Linked DNA regions of Mus musculus: all the other regions are linked to region 3. The links are chromatin contacts, called in public HiChIP or PLAC-seq and promoter capture Hi-C maps. All regions are on one chromosome and are shown on one strand. Each heading gives the region's core, a stretch centred on a gene start, on an enhancer-like site or on the middle of the called end of the contact. The rest is flanking DNA. Distances are from core to core; before and after follow the strand shown.

Evidence for each region. Promoter capture Hi-C pulls out the DNA fragments that hold promoters and counts their contacts. HiChIP or PLAC-seq counts read pairs in DNA pulled down with a chosen protein or histone mark.
Region 1: a contact with region 3 is called in a FOXA1 HiChIP or PLAC-seq map of pancreatic cancer cells. The contact joins the promoter of Exosc7 here to the promoter of Zfp651 in region 3. A contact is called at or near these places in 2 of 39 promoter capture datasets (liver and neutrophils), 1 of 484 Hi-C or Micro-C datasets (B cells) and 1 of 115 datasets of contacts at active chromatin or transcription factors (pancreatic cancer cells).
Region 2: a FOXA1 HiChIP or PLAC-seq map of pancreatic cancer cells shows a contact between it and region 3. The contact joins the promoter of Entpd3 here to the promoter of Zfp651 in region 3. A contact is called at or near these places in 2 of 39 promoter capture datasets (embryonic stem cells and pre-B cells) and 1 of 115 datasets of contacts at active chromatin or transcription factors (pancreatic cancer cells).
Region 4: a contact with region 3 is called in an H3K27ac HiChIP or PLAC-seq map of embryonic stem cells, with 6 times the contacts expected there. The contact joins the promoter of 5830454E08Rik here to the promoter of Zfp651 in region 3. A contact is called at or near these places in 4 of 39 promoter capture datasets (hippocampal neurons, liver, pre-B cells and 1 more), 2 of 115 datasets of contacts at active chromatin or transcription factors (astrocytes and embryonic stem cells) and 2 of 9 other capture datasets (adipose tissue and embryonic stem cells).
Region 5: a promoter capture Hi-C map of embryonic stem cells shows a contact between it and region 3, with 4 times the contacts expected there. The contact joins the promoter of Mobp here to the promoter of Zfp651 in region 3. A contact is called at or near these places in 3 of 39 promoter capture datasets (embryonic stem cells, liver and pre-B cells).

The regions. Positions count from the first base shown.
Region 1 is chr9:123,110,800-123,114,866 of GRCm38.p6, reverse strand. Exosc7 (exosome component 7) reads right to left here and starts at 1,636. Exons shown (of 8, transcript NM_001081188.1): 1 at 1,545-1,636. The coding sequence starts at 1,601. It overlaps Zdhhc3 (zinc finger, DHHC domain containing 3), which reads left to right and starts at 1,673. Exons shown (of 7, transcript NM_001372538.1): 1 at 1,673-1,871.
Region 2 is chr9:120,537,492-120,541,167 of GRCm38.p6, reverse strand. It overlaps Entpd3 (ectonucleoside triphosphate diphosphohydrolase 3), which reads right to left and starts at 1,350. Exons shown (of 11, transcript NM_178676.5): 1 at 1,285-1,350; 2 at 465-516. The coding sequence starts at 504.
Region 3 is chr9:121,758,370-121,761,957 of GRCm38.p6, reverse strand. It overlaps Zfp651 (zinc finger protein 651), which reads right to left and starts at 1,925. Exons shown (of 6, transcript NM_001166644.1): 1 at 1,733-1,925. The coding sequence starts at 1,735. It overlaps E530011L22Rik (RIKEN cDNA E530011L22 gene), which reads left to right and starts at 2,015. Exons shown (of 1, transcript NR_033503.1): 1 at 2,015-3,588.
Region 4 is chr9:120,575,636-120,579,797 of GRCm38.p6, reverse strand. 5830454E08Rik (RIKEN cDNA 5830454E08 gene) reads right to left here and starts at 2,467. Exons shown (of 1, transcript NR_073359.1): 1 at 1,725-2,467.
Region 5 is chr9:120,148,384-120,152,192 of GRCm38.p6, reverse strand. Mobp (myelin-associated oligodendrocytic basic protein) reads right to left here and starts at 2,451. Exons shown (of 4, transcript NM_001039365.3): 1 at 2,396-2,451.

The DNA.
Region 1 (4,067 bases), core at 387-2,886, 1.4 Mb before region 3:
TAATGTGTCACCATGAAGACTAGGGATATGGAATGACAGAGTCACACTTCTGGCAAAAAAAACAAAAAAAAATTAAAAACTCATCAGCACTTAATGTGTCACCATGAAGACTAGGGATATGGAATGACAGAGTCACACTTCTGGCAAAAAAAAAAAAAAATTAAAAACTCATCAGCACTTAATATGTCACCATGAAGACTAGGGATATGGAATGACAGAGTCACACTTCTGGCAAAAAAAAAAAAATTAAAAACTAAAAGGGAAGCCCCACCCCTAGGATTGACTACTTTAACATTCCCATACAACCCACTGTGCATATACCCCACTATTACTAAACCTGATCTTGAACTAAAAAGCTAATGAGTTGTGGGTTTGGATTTTTATTACTCAAGTTTAATATGAAACCTAATGACTGAATTTTGGCATTCCTTACTCTATATGAAGTAGAAAATAACAGTATGTCATATGATTTAGAAAAGAACATGCTTTCACTTGCATTATGTAGTTTAAATGGTAACAGGTCACCTTACTATGATGACTACATCACAAGATCAACTGTAGGGACAAGGCTTGTAGAATACTAGATTATGGTTGCCAGGAAACATTCTTCACTTCTCTTGAACGTTCAAAAGCAGGACTGAGCCCAGATCGCGGTAGTCATTGTAGCTACCCAAAGATCTAAGCGCCCCACAAGTAAAACAGGTAAATCAACAATTACACCATAGACTACCAGTCTGCTTTGAAAAATTCTTCTCAGCGGGTGGTGAAAAGGCATGCCTTCTGCCAAGGCAGGACTGATAGGAGTTACACACCAGCCTTGGATATAAAGCTCTCCTCCTCAAAAAAAAAAAGCAAAAAAACAAAAGGGTTGAGAATGCGGTTCCATGATAGAATGCCTGCCTAGCATGCACAAGGCCAAGAGGTTCAACCTCCAGCACCGCCAGAAAGAAAAACACTCCCTATTTTTCTCTATTTGTAAGACATGTGTGTGTATATGTCAGCGTGATTTCTCTTAAGATTGGGTCTTTATAGCTCAGTCTGGCCTTAAACTCCTGATTCTCTTGTCTCCACTTCCCAGCTGCTGGGATTACAGGTGCCAGCCACCAAGGTCTGGAGCATGCTAAGCACGCACTCTATTACCGATGCATTTCCTTCTTTCCTGTTTTTAGGGGGTGTGTGGCGTGTGGTGTTTGCTGTCAGAATTTTAAAGTCCTTTTCCCCCTCGGATACACGGCCTCTGTGTGCAAAGTCACCAGAGTCCATTCACGTGCCGCTATTCTGATTACAGGATCTCGGGCACTGCACTCTCAGGTCGTGCAGAGGCCACAAGGACATTCCTTCATTAAACTGCAGCCTCGGGAACTGCCCGCCCGCCGCTCCCTGATGAGCTAGGAATCTCCTCCATCCCGAGAGCTGTGGACATCTAGGCATACAGGACGCACACTCGCTGCAGCACTAAGCCTCGGGCGTCCGTCCTGACCACGTGGCCGCCCCGCACCTCCTCCCTGCGCAATATGGCCTGCACTCGCGGCCGCCACCGCTACCTGCACTCCATGAACGATGTAGACCTTCTCGGCCTCGCTTAGCGCCACCGACGCCATGCTGCTCAGCTCACCGCGCGCGCTGGCGTGTCATCAGCTCGCGCCTCTCCCCACCGCGCCTGCGCGTCATCAGCCCGCGCGGTGGCCGCTCCCGCAGCCGCGGCTGCCGCCACCGCCTGGAGCTCCATGGGCTTCTCCTTCGCACCGCCCCGTGTGAGGCCGAGTCCGGCAAGCCGTGGCGCCGGGTGCCCGTGCCATCGCGGACGCTGGCGGCTGGGCCCCGGGGCAGCAGCAGGCGGCGCGGGACTGCTAGCTGCCTCCAGATTGACGGTCAGTGCAGTGGGGAAGCCCCAGAAGGAGGGAGGCGCGGGGCCCCAGCCGGGACTGGATGGGAAGCGCGCAACCCGAGCGCTCGGGCCGGAGTCGAAGTAGCCGAGCGCGCGCACGTGAGACACTTCAGGAAGGCGGAAGTCGTGCTGCCCATGAGGGACCATCTCCTCAACCCCCTCCTAGTTGGTCCCTAGGATGGCTGAAGGAAAGAGACCATGGATCCCTCATTAGGTCACTGGTCGGGAAGGGTCTGCACCAGGAATGGGGCGCCAGCTTCTCAATTTTCTCACCCCTCCTTCCATTCCAGGGATCGATCTCTGTCCTGTCTTCCCTCATCCTTTCCTCCCCTACTGCCCATCATCAGATAATGGCCCAGAGCTTTGCAAGTTACCCTTGCCCCGTGCGGTTGCTGGAGTATTGTCCCAAAGAGAGTAGGGAGAGTGTCTTGCACTTCGGGATGCCTGGATGGAAGGGATCTCCGGGGAAGATGGATAACTTCATGAAAGAAAACCGACCCTGGGAGGATATGGGACCTAGGTTATCCAGAAAGGATGCCTGCAAGGTGAAGCTGGGGTCATAGTGAGGGGCCCTTTAAGGAAGAGAGGGGATATGAACTAAGTTTTAAAGGGTCTCTCTGAGAAAATGAGGGGAGACTTGGTAGAGACTTACCTGGTGTTCTATTTTAAACAAAAGTAACCCTTCAGCTTAATCATCAAGAAATAAAAGGTGCTGGCCACCCTTTGCCTTTAATCCCAGCGTTTGGGAGACAGAGCTAGGCGGATCTCTGAATTCGAGGTCAGCCTGTTCTACACTGTGAGTTCAAGGACAGCCTGAGCCACATAGTGAGATCCTGTCTCAAAGACACTGCCCCCACTCGTCGAAAAAAGGCTTTTTTTCTCTTGTGCTAACTAAGTAAGTAAACAGAACACTAACCAGAGTCCTCCAGGGTAGAAGGGAAGGCTCTTGTGAGCATAGCCACAGAGCATGGTGATTAGAGTTGTCATAGTGGATTACTGACTACGCTGAGATTTCAACAGTAACAGGAAGTGCCTGGCTATATTCCTAGGTACTGAACTGTTAGCTGCTGAGCCCTCAAATGATAGCCTCTTCTTGATAGACTGGATATGAATTTCCTGCGTCCATACATAATACTTACTACAGGTGCTCCTGAGACGGCTTCCTGTAGGGTTGGACTTTGCCCTCTAGGGTAACTGGAAAAGGTGGAGCCAGACGGCTTTCTTCCTTTTTTGGAGGAACAGATGCCACACTTGATATAGCACCTAGACACCATCTCTGGTTGAACAACTAGATTCTGTGTGAGGAACTGGTGAAATAGCAAGGGACTCCTGCTAGTAGGGTATCTCGTGCTAGAGATGACTGGAAAGAGAGACCATTTGAATATATAGTGGGGTGGGGGTGGGGTAGGGTGAAGATTGAAAAGTCAGAAAAGATACTGGAAGAAAGTTTGACTTGAGTTTAACTACTATGAGCCATTTTCCTGGGAAAAAGTCTTTGGGCATATCTTTAAAAGTGTGTTAGTGGCAGAACAGTAGCATGTGCAAAGGCCCTAGGTTCCCTCCCCAGCACCACACGGGCATATCCTACCCCCGACAGCAGACAACAGGTTCTTTCTGAAGAAGGGTCAGTGTTATCTATTTGGTGACTGATTTTATGAGTAATATCTGGTATTAGGTTCAGAAGACTTCAAGAAACATAAACAGTGGAGTTTATATTCTCTGCTGGAACACTGCTGTCATCACTAGTTATTTTTCCTATGTGATGCTAGAGCATTTTCATCATATTCATTGAATGCATTAGATGTCCTTAAACCTCATAACTCATAGTTCTTATTTATTGAAGCTATTCAAAGAACATATTAGAACCAGAAAAATGAAATACCCAAGGATGGCACATTATATTGTGTTATACCAGTTTGCTTTTTCATTTCTCTTGGGGTTTTTGTTTGTTTCATGCTGTTTTGTTGTTGTGTCTTTTATAAAACCCAGGCTCTATTAACTTTCTATGACACTGTGTGATGCTTGTTGTATGCCAAGAACTTTACAAAGATTCAATTCTCAGAATAGCCTTATGAGGGCAATTTTACAGTTTAGGAAACAGGCACAAATAGCATAAGTGTCTGAGCAAAGTCACAGAGCACATAACTAATATGTAGCAGAGGCAGGATTTGAGTGGAGG
Region 2 (3,676 bases), core at 101-2,600, 1.2 Mb after region 3:
ACAGAGACAGAGAGACAGAGAGAGAGACAGACAGAGACAGAGACAGAGAGACAGAGACAGATGAGAGACAAATGAGAGAGACAGATGAGAGGGAGAGGTGTTCCTGTGCAGCTTACCATAGTACTCAGGGCGACCCAACTCTATCAGGATTCATTCCCACGTCAACAACACATAACACAAACCTTACACATAGCTAGGTAAGGAAACCACAAGAGCCAAAATAATGGATTATACGAACAGGAAAAACCATTTAAGCCAAACATTCGTGTTAGCCCTTGTTTCCTGTGGCTTTGTGGAAAAGCATTACTTTTATCTGAAGAATGTCAAGGGTGAAACCCAGGTGAGCGAAGTCTTGGAACAACGATAAACAGCCATTCACAGGAGATATAGATGGAGAGCTACGAACCAAAGCTGGGATTCTCCCTGGGTCTGACAAAACCTAGCATCCAGTGAGCAACACTTACCTGCCTGTTCACATGGCTGGCGGGTCATCACGGTAAACATCTTCTCTCCGGGCTGCAGGGGTAAGAACACAGAAGGAGCGTGTGGCTAAACTTGCACGTATTGATATTGAACACAACGTCATCTAAATCGAAGCCTCTTTAGAAACAATGAGGTCAAACCAGAACGTCAGAGACCGATGGAAGCTGGAACTCCAAACCCAGTATCCCCTCCCCAAATGTAAAGCTGGAAGAATGGATTGGTTAAAACTTTAACTAGAGAGCAATTTTGAAAATAAAACCCCAAAAGCTTGTGTGAGCGCGCATGTGTTCTTTCTTTCTTTCTTTCTTTCTTTCTTTCTTTCTTTCTTTCTTTCTTTCTTTCTTTCTTTTTTTTTTTTCTCCTGTGGGCCGCACCTGTGACCAGCACCCGGGCAGAGCGAACCCCCTCTTAGTAATATTCACAAGGCTCGGGCTGGGTTATACTTCAAAGCGCACCAGCAAAGCCGGTTGGCATCGGTGTGTGCTGGTGGCTGCCAGCATGCAGTCACCCTTAAAGACCCGCGGGGTGTCTCCAGCTCCCTGAGCTGAACACCAGCAGACAGCTGTCAGGCCCTGGGGATCAGGGTGGGGACCTGGGAGTTGGCCCGTCCCCTGCATCTGCAGGTCTTGGGGTGCTTCGTGACGCGGTGTCCTGTCCCTGTCAGATGACAGTGCCCAGCTCCCCGGGTTTCAGCTCCTGCCTGCGGCCCTCTGCGGGAAGCTGTGCTGGTTCCTTCCCTCCCCGCTCCCAGCCCCCCACAGCCTGCTCCATCCCACTCCTGCGCGCGGGGCCAGACCTTACCTGGGCGCTGCTTTCGCTGCGGGTTGCTGAAAAGCGGAGGCGCCTCTGGGGTGCGGGAGTCCAGGAGGCGGAGCGAGGTGGCGTGGGTGGCGCAGCCTGCTAGGGACCGCCTCCCGCAAGCGCTGGGGCCAGGACCTCTTCACCTTCCCAGGCTCTTCTCTTTCACTTCACCCCAGCCTGTCCGGCATGAGGATGGAGGGGGAATCATTGCCACGTGGGGGGTAGCCAATCCTTTCAGGCCTTGTTTTAGTTACTTCCCTCGTTGCTGACAAAGTACCTGACAAAAGGGACCTAAAGAAGAAAAGGTGACTCACGGTTGTAGGTACTGTCCTAAAAACGTATCTTGGCAGGATCTTAGACTGCAGTCACATCCTGTCTGCATTCAGGTACCAGAGATCCCAGCCTAAAGCGCTGGTACCACCCTCGTTCAAGATGGGTCTTTCTGGCCCAGTTAACCCAGCCTAGACACCCAGTCTCAGACTTGCTCAGAAGTGTGTTTCCTAGGTGATGGCAGATGCTCTTAAGCTGACAGGGTTAGTTAGCTCAGTGTCCCACCAGGACCCAGTCAGAGAGCTTTCCACATCTTTATCTTCTAACTCCCTGCACAGTCCCCTGAACCCAAGGCAGAAGAGGATGTGATGTGACCTTGCCCCCAGTCCCAAGAGGCACCCCCTGGGTGGTAGTTTGAGTAAGTTTGGTTCCCACAAATTCATGTGTTTGAATGTTTGGCCACAGGGAGTGGCACTATTAGGAGGTGTGGCCTTGTTGGAGGAAGAATGTCACTGTGGAGGCAGGGCTTTGAGCTCTTATACGCTCAAATCACACCCACCGCGGAACACATCCAGTCTCCGGCTGCTTTAGGATCAAGATGTAGAACTTTTGGCTCCACGTCTGCCCACAGGCTGCGTGGTTCCCACCATGATGATAATGGACTGAACCTCTGGAACTCTAAGCCAGCCTCAGTTAAATGTTTTCCTTCATAAGAGTTGCCGTGGTCATATTGTCTCTTCACAGAAGTGAAACCCCAAGACACCTTGCCTGCCGGTCTTCTATCTGTCAAGACAACCTTTTTAAAAGAAAAGTTGTATTATTAAGCCTATATATTGTTTGTTATATATTATTACATATACTTATTATGTGATGTGGTGTGTGTGTGTGTATACCATGTGTGTGTGAGGACACCCACAGTGCTTCAGATCCTCTGGAACTGGAGTCACAGGCAATTGTGAGGCTCTGAGTCAGCGCAGGAAGGCTGAAAGGAGAATGGAGCCCAGTACCCTGTTTTGTGTGTTGTTTTGAGACAAGATTTGCCTATGTAGCCCAGGCTGGCTTTGCACTTGTTCCTGCCTTAGTCTTCTAGTACTGGGGTCACTCTTGGGTCACCACACATGCTACAAGGTAACTTTATTTTCCTAGTTTCCCCATCAAACATTTTTGGAGGGAAAAACAGAACCAAGGGCCAATTAGGACAGGGCAGGCCACTCTGAGAGCACACATAACTCCGTGCATTCCCCCTCAGTCTCTCTGGGAAGAGGGTGTGTCGTGCAGAACAACTAGAATGGGGTATGGTGAGTAGGCAGGTGGGTTCCAGTCACGTGGGCGGACACTGGAGAACACAGAACTGGGCAGACACACTCTCAAGCCAATCTGTGGTGGTGATTCCCAGGGGGCTTAATGGGGACCGAAAAGTATGCTCCTTCATTCTAAACATCACTGAGCCAACAGTCAGGACAAAAACAGCTTGGAGGAAGCCAAATAGGACAGATGACAAAGAAGGACAGCCCAGGGACTGCAGAGACCCAGAGGGCTTCGGAGCCCATTTCTGGTGCAGCCTCTTGGCTCCTTAGAGGGCCCAAAGCTAGAAGCTTGAGTGAGAGGTTGTCCTGTTGTATTTTCTGTTGCTCTGATAGCACTCTGACCAAAACCACCTTAGGGGAGGAAAGGGTTTATTTGACTATATTTCCAGGTCACAGGGCATCAGTGAGGAAAGTCAGGGTAGGATTCTCAAGCAGGATGTTAAAATGGAACCATGAAGGATGTGTACTGGACTAATGTCTCACAGGCTCATGCTCACCTTTCTTATACAATCCAGGGCAGCCTGCTCAGGGAATGGTGCCATCCACAGTGGGCTGGACCCTCCGACATCAAGACAATCCCCAATAAAGATATGCACTGGTCAATCTGACCTAGGCAATTCCTCAATTGAGGTTTTCTTCCTCAAATGATTCTATCATTAAATTGACAATCAAAGCTAAGGACGATAGAGGTCTTGAACCATCCTCCCTTGTGGCTCAGTAGGTCTGGAAGGAAGGTCTGAGGGCAAGGTCCTTGGCTGCCTTCTAAAATTCCACTGGTTTGCTCCTTTGTAAGTAGGGCTGAAGTCCCTGTGGGA
Region 3 (3,588 bases), core at 676-3,175:
CTGCCAGGCCTTTAGGCCCTGCCCCACTCCCAGAACAGTCCTGTTTAGTCGGGTGGTAGAGATGGGCCTGTCTTATCCCTCACATAGGGCCTGGGGCTCAGCAGACACTGGCCAGTCCGGCCCTACAACGGCTGGCTTTGGATGCTCCATGGGCTCTGCCTGTGGAGACGAAAGCTTCCAGTGTGTGAATGCCGATGCATCCCAATGGGGGACACAACCCCACCTTCCTTAGGGGTCCCAGGATGAAGCTGTCCCCTCTAAGTCCTCTCTCCTGTCAGCAGTGGGTGGGCCAGACAGAGAGCATGGACTCTGAGCTCCCTTGTCATTCTGCTAAAGGAGAAGCTGCGGGTGAGCCCCAAGGAGCTTCGAACCTGTGCCCTCGGCCAGCAGCCCAAGACATGCCCACTCTTTGCCCTCCGCTCCACCAACAGACGTTGCCTTCCTGAAGCTCCCTCCACCCCTCACACCCCCACCAGCCACCCATTCTTGAATCTATCCCAGAACTGCTGGGCCGTCCAGCAGGGACGTGGCACGGGGCCCCGCCCATCCCTCTCTGACTCACTCTGATTCATTTTCTGGGACCAATTCCTCTTTCTTAGAGAAACTGAGGCCCAGAGAGGCTTTACTCATGGAGCTGTGGCCATCCTGCCACTCCAGCACCCTTCCCTTCTGCCTGGTACACTTCAGACAGGCAGTTGGAGAGTCCTGGAAGTGAGGTGGGTGGAAGCATGAGGTGTGAGAACCACCTAAGCATCCAGACACAGTCACCACACCCTCTGGTCCTGCCTCCTTCCCAGTCATTGCACCTGCAGGTCCTGGTGTCTGTACTACTGGGGGGTGGACGGTGGCAGGGAAAGGCCCCCCCATGGCACCACTTATTCCAGGCTTGGGGTCCCCGTTTTTCCCTTTACAAAGCTTCCCCAGGGACCTCCTGCTTGGGCAGGGCCACTTGAGCCTGGCAGAAACCCAGGCATCCCTAAAGTCACATTGCAGCCTCCCCAGCCATGGACCAGAGATGCTGCCAGCCAGTGGCAGGGCCCCTTCCGGATCAGTGCCCACCAGCTGTGTAGCCTCTGGCCAGATGCTTCCGGCTCCTTGAAGCTGAGGAGGCTTCTCAACACCTGGGTACACCAGCTGCATCGCAGCCCTCCCCCAGAGGGACACCTGCAGAGGCCACCAAGCTTTTGCCTCCCAAAGGCCATCTGGTGAAACCCCGGCGGCAGGGGTACAGGCTCATGACTTCTGGATGCTTTCTTTGGAGAGGCCTGGGAAACAGGCTCAGAGACGGCAGGGGACCGGCCCAAGGTCACACAGGAGTTTCCACTCCAGCTGTGGGCGCCCCCCGCCTATGGAGCGATCCATCCTAGTCTCCGGCAGAGCGGCTGCAGCGCCCACGTGGCCCAAGGCCCGGGCGGGAATCCGACTCCCCCTTTTCCCCCCATTACCAGCCCCGGGGCGGCGCCGTCCGGACGCAGAGAAGCTCCCCCCTCCGCCCGTGCGCAGCAAGACCTCGGCCTTTCGCGTTTGCACCCCCCACCCCAGGAATTTCACCCCTGAGCCGCGCCGCCGCGCCGCACTCTGGGCCCTGCACACCGGACAGATAGGGTCGAGGACCCCGGGGGAGGGGCCAGGTCTTCCAGACCCTGCACCGGGTCCCAAGGGGCCGTGCGCTCTGAAAGGAGGCGCTCGCAGGTGGGCGGATAAGCGGGGGGACAGGCAGGGCCCTGCGTACCATGGTGCCGCGGCGCTGGGAGCTCACAGGGCCCCGCAGGATCGCGCTGCCCCCGAGGGCCGGGCCCGGGCCGCTCCATGAAGCGCCGCGCTGGGGGCCGCCCCTGCGCAGGGCCCCGCGACCATGGCCCCGGGGGCGCGGCCGGCCGGGCGGGCGGAGGCGCAGGGCCGCGGCAAGTCCCGGCCGAGCAGCTGCGGCCCGGGAGCCTCGGGCGCGGCGGGCGGGGGGCGCGGGGCGCCGATTGGAGCCCGCGCGTCAGCTGGGGCCGCCGTCTGGACGCTTAAAGGGCCAGGCCGCCCTGCGTGCTGGCTGGGGGCGCGGACGCGCGCCGTCTCGATGCAGCTGCCCTCGGGAGAGCCTCGGGGTCCCCGGACCGACCCGGCTGGTGACGTGGGAGCGTTTGGACCGCTCGATCCCACCCTCCCGCGCGAAGTCCCTCTCTGCCCTTCTTTGCTGGGAAGTTCGTCCGGGAGTCTAACCCGGGTGTCCTCCCGCTGCTCTGCATGGGCGGGGCCAGGGTAGGCGTGAGGTCGCTGAGCAGAGCGCGCCGCCCCCCGACCCACCTGCTCCCCTGAGCCAGGCGACTCTGATGGACCCGTACCCCAGCCGCGCTCATCTCCCGCCCCCTGTGACTCCGGCTGCTCCGACTTGGGGGTGAGTCTGGGGTCTGTAGCTGCTCCGGCCTCCCACGCGTTTTGCTCTGAGTCTCCCGAACCTACCTGGGGGCCTCTGGCTGCAGAACCTCCGAGCAACCGCCGCAACGACGGAAGCCTTTCAGATGACCTACCTGGAACAGCCGGGTGGGGGCCAGAGGCCCAGGCCCGGCCGAGGGGCCCTCCGCGCAGCCTCGGCGCTGGGAAGATGCAGCTCGGCTTGCGGAACGCTGCTCTGGCACCGGCTCCGTGGGGGCAGGGGGCTGGCTGTGCTGGCAGGAGGCTGCGAAGGAACGCTGCCAGGCCGAGCGACAGCAGGGCGGGACTACGGACTACCACCGTGGTCTCTCCTTCGGACGCCCCGCACCCCTACCCACTGTTCAGCCTAGTCACTCTCCCAACACTGCTCCAGCCGGGCCATTCCACTCCAGCCATAGCAGTCTCCTTGGGTGTGCGCCTTCCTCATGGTGTGCTGTAGCTCTTTCTCTGGAGCCAAGCAGGTGTCATCAAATAGTCGAAGGTCTGTCCCCTCAGAATGCAAGGATCTCTCACTGGACATGGGCTGACTACCCCTGAGCAAGGAAGCTGAGTAGGTGAAGAAAGGTAGGGACAGTGAGGAGAGCCCCTTCCTTCACATGCGCAGGGCATGCCCCTACCTGGGTTCCCGAATCTGAGGCTCTAGGCTGAAGCTGTGAACCTGTCAATTACCGATGATGTCTCCTACACTTCCCAAAACCCAAGTTTCTCGTCTGACCCAGTTGATTGCTGCACTGACCTGGGAGGTGGGAAGGGCAGGGCTGTCTACCTACTGGGTGGACAAGGAGAGTCCCGCAGAGAGAGAAAACATGTAGACGCTGTGCTGGGAGGTTGGAAGAAGCTGGTACTGGCCTTGGCTAAGGTAAAGGAGTGACACCCCTACCCCACCCCCTGCTGTCTCATTTGGGTTCTCTGAACTCCGACTGAGGGCAAGAGGGCACACTGGGCTTGTCACTGGCAACAGCTGCAAAAGCCAGAAGCCCCGTTGTGTTCATGGCTGCAGAACTGAGTGGTCTGGACATGGGGTACAGCCAACTGGAGGGACAAGATGGGAGCAGAGGAAGGATTCTAGGCCACAACCTCAAGTTCTGTTGGTTGGTTTAGGGGCCAGAGCACTCATTACCATGATAGAGGTGGGTGCTTTAGACCCCTAAAGCTGAGTGACTC
Region 4 (4,162 bases), core at 1,218-3,717, 1.2 Mb after region 3:
TTGAGAATTTCATACATGCATACCAAGTATTTTGATAATATTCACTTCCCGATCCTTCCCTAACTCCTCCCACACCCACCCTTCAACCCCCACCCGACCCCCATGTCTTGTCATGTGTGTGCATCTCCACGCCCAATCTGTACTGGTCATATGTTCATGGTGTGGTTGACTACCAGGGGCCACAGCCTTCAAGAAACTGATACTCCCTCCCTGAGAGAGCACCAACTGTCCGTGGCTCCTCAGCTAGGGGTCTGGAGCTCCTGAGCCCCTCCCTCCTCCATGCTAGAATGCAGACCAGCTTGAGACCTCATGTAGGTTATATGCAGGCCACCACAGCTACTGTGGGATCATGACTGCAAAGGCTCTGTTGTGTCCAAAACTCTCTTCAGGGTGAGAGACTCCTCCCTGATCTCTGGTTCTTACAATCTTTCCACACTCCTCCATGATGGTCCCAATCTTGAGTGTGACTGAGATGACCATTTGTGGCTGAGCACACTTATTCCCTGCAGTTTGGCCTGTTGTGAACTTCAGCATTAACCACTGTCCCCTGCAGAAAGGACCTCTGATGCAGTCTGAGCGTTGCACTAATCTGTCTATAGAGATAAATAATTTAGAGGGCAGTTTGACCCCCTGGTTGGGGTCACCCCCTGGGCCCTATAAACACCCACCTGTGGGTCATGTGGTACTAGGCATGTGTTTCCTTCTGTGGGAAGAACCTCAAAGCCAATCAGAAAGCAGTTGGTTTCCCCACGCAACATCAGCCCACTGTTGCACCATGGACAATATTTTGCCAAGCTGGTCATTACTATAGCTTGGTGTTCACAGCTGAAGATTGTTGGTAAATCCACCCTGACCTCCCCACCCCCCAGAAACCTGCACATGACCCTCTGTTACCATGACAACAGGCGGGCAGGAAGTCAGCACCAACTTGATTTGTTTACGTGCCATGACCACGGTTCCACCAACACCGGGATGTGTTGGCTGTCATTCACCCTGACTCCACCCATCTGCAGTGTAGGGAATCAACCCCATTTGTTCCTCCCTAGCTTCTTTTCAGGTTCCCAGCACCAAACACCGTGTAGAGCACCTGAGCTCTGAAAAGTCAGTGCTTTACAAACCATATGTCCCTGTCTCTCGAGAAAGCCAGCTCTCTTCAAAGAGTTTGCGTGTTCTGGCTTCCTAGAAAGAACATCTTTATAACTATGGGTCTGACCCCAATGGAGTCACAGAACTAAATGTGAGTCACAAAAGCAACAGCAAACATCTTCTGAGTTTAGTGACCAAAAAACTGATTTAAATCAAGTGCGTAACAAGTCCAAGGTTTTTCCACCCGTGTGGTAACGAGGCCACCTCAGGTGTAAACATGGTGTGTGTGTTCGCATGACAAGAGTTCAAAAAAGAAGACTCAACTCTCAAAAGTGTCTGTGGAAGGCACTCACAAGCCTCAGGTCACAGCAAACCTCGTTCTCAGCCCCTCCCCTCCTCCAGAAGGTTCAGTGAGTAAAGTTACTTGCTGCATAGCCTGACTACCTGGGTTCCATCTCTTGAACCCACACGGTGGAAGAGTTGATGCTTGAAGGTAGTCATGTGACCTCCACACACCCTCTGTGGCACACACGTCTGTATACACACACAAATAAGTGTATGGGAAGTGAAAGAAAATTCGCACACTGAATACTGGTCTCTTGACAATACGACCACAATGAATGAAGCAAACTCTTCAACACGTTTTAGTTTGTTTTAATGGATGAATGTGGTCAATGTCCGCCACACAAACTCAGGTACTCCCAGAGATCCCTGGAAGAACCTGGAGTGATAGGAGGTTGTGAAATACTCCGCAGGGACTCTGGGAACCAAACTTTGTTCCTCTGGAAGAGCAGAAGGTACTCCAACACAAGGTGTAACCCAGGCTGGCCTCAACTCCTGATATTCCTGCTTCTGCCTCTTCAGCATATCCTACTAGCAACGGACACCAGAACCAGCTCAATAATGAACTTCCTAACTTCAGCAGGTGACTCTCGTTTGCAGACACTCACGGGATGTTCTGGCATGGTTCTCCTTTCTTCCACTAGCATCTGCAACGTAAGCCTCACCACTCCCAATATAGCCTCCTGTGGTGCGTGGGTTCCGTATCTCCCACTGTGACACCCCAACCTCCTCGGACATCCCCATCCAAAGTCTTCCTGCCTCCCACGCAGGTCTCCACTCTGCAGACTGCGCGCTTACAAGGCACGAGTGTCTGACGGCGAGGGGACAGAAATGATGCTCCGCGCCCCGGGGACGCCTCCTGGGGCCCAATGCGTCCCTGGGCACGGAGGGGGGGGCAACATCGGATTGTCCACTCGTGGCAGGCTGGGAACGCTGAAGGAAGGTTGCACTTCTGACCCAGCACCGGGCGCAGTAAGTCAACGTCCGACTCGCCCGAACTATCTACAGGGCCAAGCCCCGACCCGGAAGCGCGAGCGCACTCCGGCCGCTCTAGGAGTTCCGGAGGCCTCATCTCGGTGATAACACCGCCCCACCACTTGTCGGTCCAGCGGAGTAGGAGGGGTTTGATGTGGCTCAGGGCGCCTGCGCACTTGCGCAGACTCCCGCGCATCTGCTCTGAAGATCTGAGAGGTGCGCTTTGAGACGTTTGGGTGCGTGCGCATCTGGGCAGCAGGTGGTAAGCGTTGCCCGCTCCGGGCAGAAATTATACAAATTCGCTTGAGCGATCTCTCTGGTACCAATTTTAAATAGCAACATTGATTGGGGAAAAAAAAAAAATCACACCCCCACAAATAAAGATTGGACATCAGTGTGCAGTTTCTCATGCTGATACGGCCGGAAAATTAGCTTAGCCGGTCACTTCTCAGCACCAGGTGGCTCAACTGAGCACCAGAAATCTAACGGCCTCTTCTGGACTGCCTGACCCTGCACTCACAGCATATACCCACAAAGACACAAATCATCCTGAAAAGTATTTTCATAGACTCAGCAGTTAATAACACCTGTTGCTCTTGCAAAGGGCCAAGACTCAATTCTAACAGCCATATGGTGGCTCACAATCCTATTCTAAGGGACCCAACATTCTCAGACACCACAATGAGGCACAGACCTAATATGCTGGCAAAACTCATTTGCATAAAACCCCAAACTTTAAAATGGTAAAGCAGTAAAAATGATAAGGTAGGAAAAGCTTATTTCTTACTGGACACGATGGTACTTATCTGTAATGCTAGCACTACAAAGGCCTAGACAGGAACCAGAAGCCCTACCTCAGACAATGTTCAAGGTGTGTGGTGGTTGATGGCCTATGCTGGAGGCTAAAGCATGAAGTCCCCTGGAGGCGGACAATGGTGGTGCACGCCTTTAATCACAGCACTTGGGAGGCAGAGGCAGGCAGATTTCTGAGTTGAGGCCAGCCTGTTCTACAAAGTGAGTTCCAGGACAGCAAGGGCTATACAGAGAAACCCTGTCTCGAAAACAAAAGACAGACAGACAGACAGACAGACAGGCAGAAAGAAAGAAAGGAAGAAAGAAAGAAGAAAGTCAGTCAGGCCCCTGGAGCTCAGAAGCCAGAAAAGCAAAGTGAGACCTTGTTTCCTGAAAGTTATCAAGTCCACAGCAGTCCCAACGCTAAGAAATCCTTCATAAATACCCCTGAAAACCAATCACCAAATACCTCACTGAAGTAACCATGCTTTTGAAACTGCTGGCTCCCAGGCACTGTTGTCCTTGATTTCAGTCCCCTCCTCCCCTGTCCCCTTACCTCAGGCTATACCAGTAAAGCCAGTTCCAGGTGCTAAGTTCTTAACCACCAGCATTTCAGTGCAAAAGGACTTGGCCCTCCTGCCAGCAGCCAACCTGAGTATACCTAGATATGGGCTCTGTTGCAGAAATCCACTTCCTGCAGTCCTTTAATTCCCAGCCCTGGGAAGAAAACTGCTGCTTCCTGACAAATCACTTGCTAGTTCAAAACAATACCCATTCTACCCCACTCCCGTGTGCAGACCAGGAATCCTGGGTGGCAAGGCTGGAAATGTCAAGATTACAGTTGAGTGTTGTCTACTTTCCCACAAGCCTCAACAGGCCACCTTTCGGACTATCTACAATTCTACCATGTAGAATTCTTGCCGGCAATGCTCTGGGGGGTGTGGGGAGGGTGCTGTTTAATGAAGCC
Region 5 (3,809 bases), core at 1,202-3,701, 1.6 Mb after region 3:
TGACCCTCCTGGCCTCACTTCCGGAGCGCTGGAACCACGGGTATGAGCCCTATGCTTATACAGTTTATCCAGGGTCAGTGACTGAGCCTGGCGCTCTGTGCATGCTAAACAGCATTGCCAACACAGCTATGCTCCCAGCCCCATAATCCTATAAGCACAGAACGCACCATCAAACTATAGGCGATTCTGGATTCAGCAGGTTTCCCAGCAAGGGTGAGGTCTCTGCTGGAGAGAAATGCTAGAACCGTGGGAGGAAGTAGCTTGTTAGGAGCCTGATCTAACCATTATCCAATCTAACCCCATCAAAAGCAGCTTCCTATCAACATCACTCAGACCAAGCATACACTGAAGGAGATTCAACAATGTAACAGCTTCAAAGCCACCAATGTTATAACAGGGGAGATGGCTCAGTGGGCAGAGTACTTGCTGTGCAAAGTGTAGGGTCCGAGTTCAGTTCCCCAGCACCCACAGCCAGGCATGGGAACTGAGCATCTGTGTCCATCGGACAGAGACAGTCAGATCCAGCAAACACGTTTAGGTCAAATAACAGGAACCCTGTCTCAAAAACTAAGGTGAAATCACGTGACATTGACTGCTAACCTCTACACATGTACACACAAGTCTACTCATGCATACATTCATAAAGCACACACCTGAACACACACACACACATACACACCAACAAGATTGTTGGAGAATAGTTGTCCTGGGCACATTCACAGGTTAAAGGAATCTATAGAGACAAGACAGCCAAAAGCAGTGTGTGAGCCTGGACTGGCTGCGAGAGTGCTGATGAACCAAGGAGGGGGAAAGAGGCCTCTAGATTAGATAGCAGATTAGCATGCTATGCTCAGTGTTAGCTTTCTGATGTTAACTGTGTGTGCGCTCAGTCTCAGGCGGCTGGGGAGGGTGTGGGGGTGTATGTGCTTGCACATATAGAGAGAATGATCAGGCAAACGTGGTAACGTGTTAGCATTTGCATAAACTAGGTACAGTTGGAATTCTTTATATTGCTTGCAACTTTTCAATAAATTTGGAGCAATTTTGAGATCCAATCACCAGCAATGCCCCGCATCCTAAATACTCCCCAAACAGCAGATCTGCGCACCTGGCTGTGGCCCTGTTTTGTTCACAGCGTTCAAAACCTTTTCTCCACTTTTTTCCTAATGTTCTAGCCAAGTGCATTGCTTCATTCCCCCGACACACGATTTCTCTTTTACTTTTTCTCTCAGACAAAGACTGAAGACTCCCAGGATTTCCGAAAGCTTCTGTGTGAGATGAGGCATTTACGTGACTTCACTCAAGGTGAGGACTTAGCCGTCGGGGCTGCACACCCCGATACAAATCCAGCTGTGTGTTTAAGGGAAGCAGCTGTTTCCAGATGAGAAGGAAAACTCACTTATATTTCTTTTTGAACTTTACTCCTTTTTAAATGTTTTGTTGTTGTTGGCATATATTCTTTGTACATAATCATGGCTTTTGTTGCAACATTTTTGCACAAGTACATAATGTATTTCAGTCATATCCATGCCTTTGTTTCGGGGCTGGAGCAATGATGGCTCAGTGGTGAAGAGCACTGACTGCTCTGTTCAAATCCCAGCACCCATATAGCAGCTCACAACTGTCTGTAACTCCATGCCTTTCTCTCCCTCTCCCTCTCCCTCTCCCTCTCCCTCTCCCTCTCCCTCTCCCTCTCCCTCTCCCTCTCCCTGTCCCTCTCCCTCTCCCTCTCCCTCTCCCTCTCCCTCTCCCTCTCCCTCTCCCTCTCCCTCTCCCTCTCCCTCTCCCTCTCCCTCTCCCTCTCCCTCTCCCTCTCTCTCTCTTTTCCTGCTCCTAGGATTCCCCCACTTCCTAATTGGCCTTCCCTCTGTTTCCATGGGTTTGGGGGAGGTTAAGATCTGGTGAGTTTCATTAGGGCTCCTTACAGGAGCATGAGTGAGATTCTGTTGCCAGGTGTGCGGGCATCTTAGCAGTGCTACATGGTTACATGACTAAAGACAACATCTCTCTTCCCCATTAACCATTAACTGTATGTAAATCCTCAGGGAGGAGCGAAGCCCCACAAAAACTCATTTTTAAGTCATGCCAATCAATTGAAAAAGAAATTGGGACTAGGGGAAACACCAACAACACCATCGATCTCTCTCTCCAACAACAAAGGTATCCAAACATGAAAATCCAAGGTCTTTCCTGGAGCAGACAAACCTGGGGCGTTAGGAGGAATGTTCCCAAAGGTCCCTTTGCCCAGATCAGAATAAACGACTGTTCTTTCTCTCTCTCTTCTGCGTCCTCCCACCTCCTACTCTCATTGTGATAGCTTCCCCTGTGACCCATAGGAGTGTGTACCCTTCCCACGTGAGGTACAGGGTGAACCAGAGCTCTGGAATCCTCTTACCTGCGAGTAATGGCTGTTGTGAAAGGTTCCTGTGGATAGCGGGCCCTGGTGGAGCTGGGCGACCTCAGTACACGAGGAATATATAGGGAGAGGCTCTACGTCTGAGTTTTCATTACAGAAAGTGTTTTTGATGGGTCCTCAGCCAAGATGTACTTTACAACAAAAGCTACACAAAGGCCCGCACAAAGGCCACACAGAGTTTAACAAAAGGCTAAAGAAAGACCAAACAAAAGCTAAAGAAAGTTGAAACAAAGAGTGAAACAAAAAGAAAACAAAGGCCAACAAAGATGGGAACAAAGACCAAGACAAAGAGTAAAAGAAACATCTGAACAAAAGCTAAAGGCACGTCACACATGCACACACCCACCCTGCATCCACACCACAACCTACAGGCTCACTCCAGCATCCCACCACCACATAATCAACACCCCACGCAAAGCATCACCCCTCTCCAAAGCCATTCCCGCCACTCTATCCATGCCACTCTATCCATAGCCGATCGCCTGTGCCAAGTCCCTCCATACCACATGCCTGCTCAACCCACAGAATGGCCATCCCCTAACTGTGCTAGAGACATGGAGCAATACACTTACATCTTTCCGCAATGCATAAACTATATGCTCTCAAGTATTACATCAGTTTCATTGGCTGCCACTTGCTGAGTGATCCTGATTTCCTTTGATAACAGACCACTGGCAGACATGGGGTTTTATACGCGAAATTTAATGACTAGTATTAACTCCCAGATCAAACATTACAGGTCACGCTACAATGGATCTATATCTATGCAGGTTATAGACTGAATCCAAAGGATTAAGGAGGCTACAGAGCATAAAGAGGCTCTGCTGTAGACAAAGCTGTGAGAGAGAATCATGGCAGGGGTGGATGGCATTGTATGGATATTTTATCTGTCAATTTAAAAACCTATGGCCTATGGCTTAGACAGGAAATAGATGTGGAAATGAGTATATTTAGAAGGTATGTTTATAATTTGTATGTTATAATTTTTATGTTATAATTTTAAATTGAAGGATAATGCTTTTTTGTTGCCAAAAAAACCATTTTGCCATAGGAAAGGTATATTTTGTTAATCAATGTGAGGAACCCGGAGTTGGGATTGGAGCAAAATTGTTTTGCTTTTATCCAACGACGACAACAACAACGACGATGATGACGACAACAGCAACAACAAGCTATGTTCATGAGAGCTAAAATGGGGTAGAGTTTTATGTTACTCTGAGCAGCCAGTCTGTCTCCTTGGAATGTGGGGTTTCACAGGGAAACTATGGCAACTCATGAGAGCTAACTTTAAAATGGGTGTCACACTGGCATGAGAATCCTATGAATGTGGGGTTTCCATGGGAGAACTGGCAACTGTTTGTCCTGGCACATGGCACATGGGTCAAGTCATAAA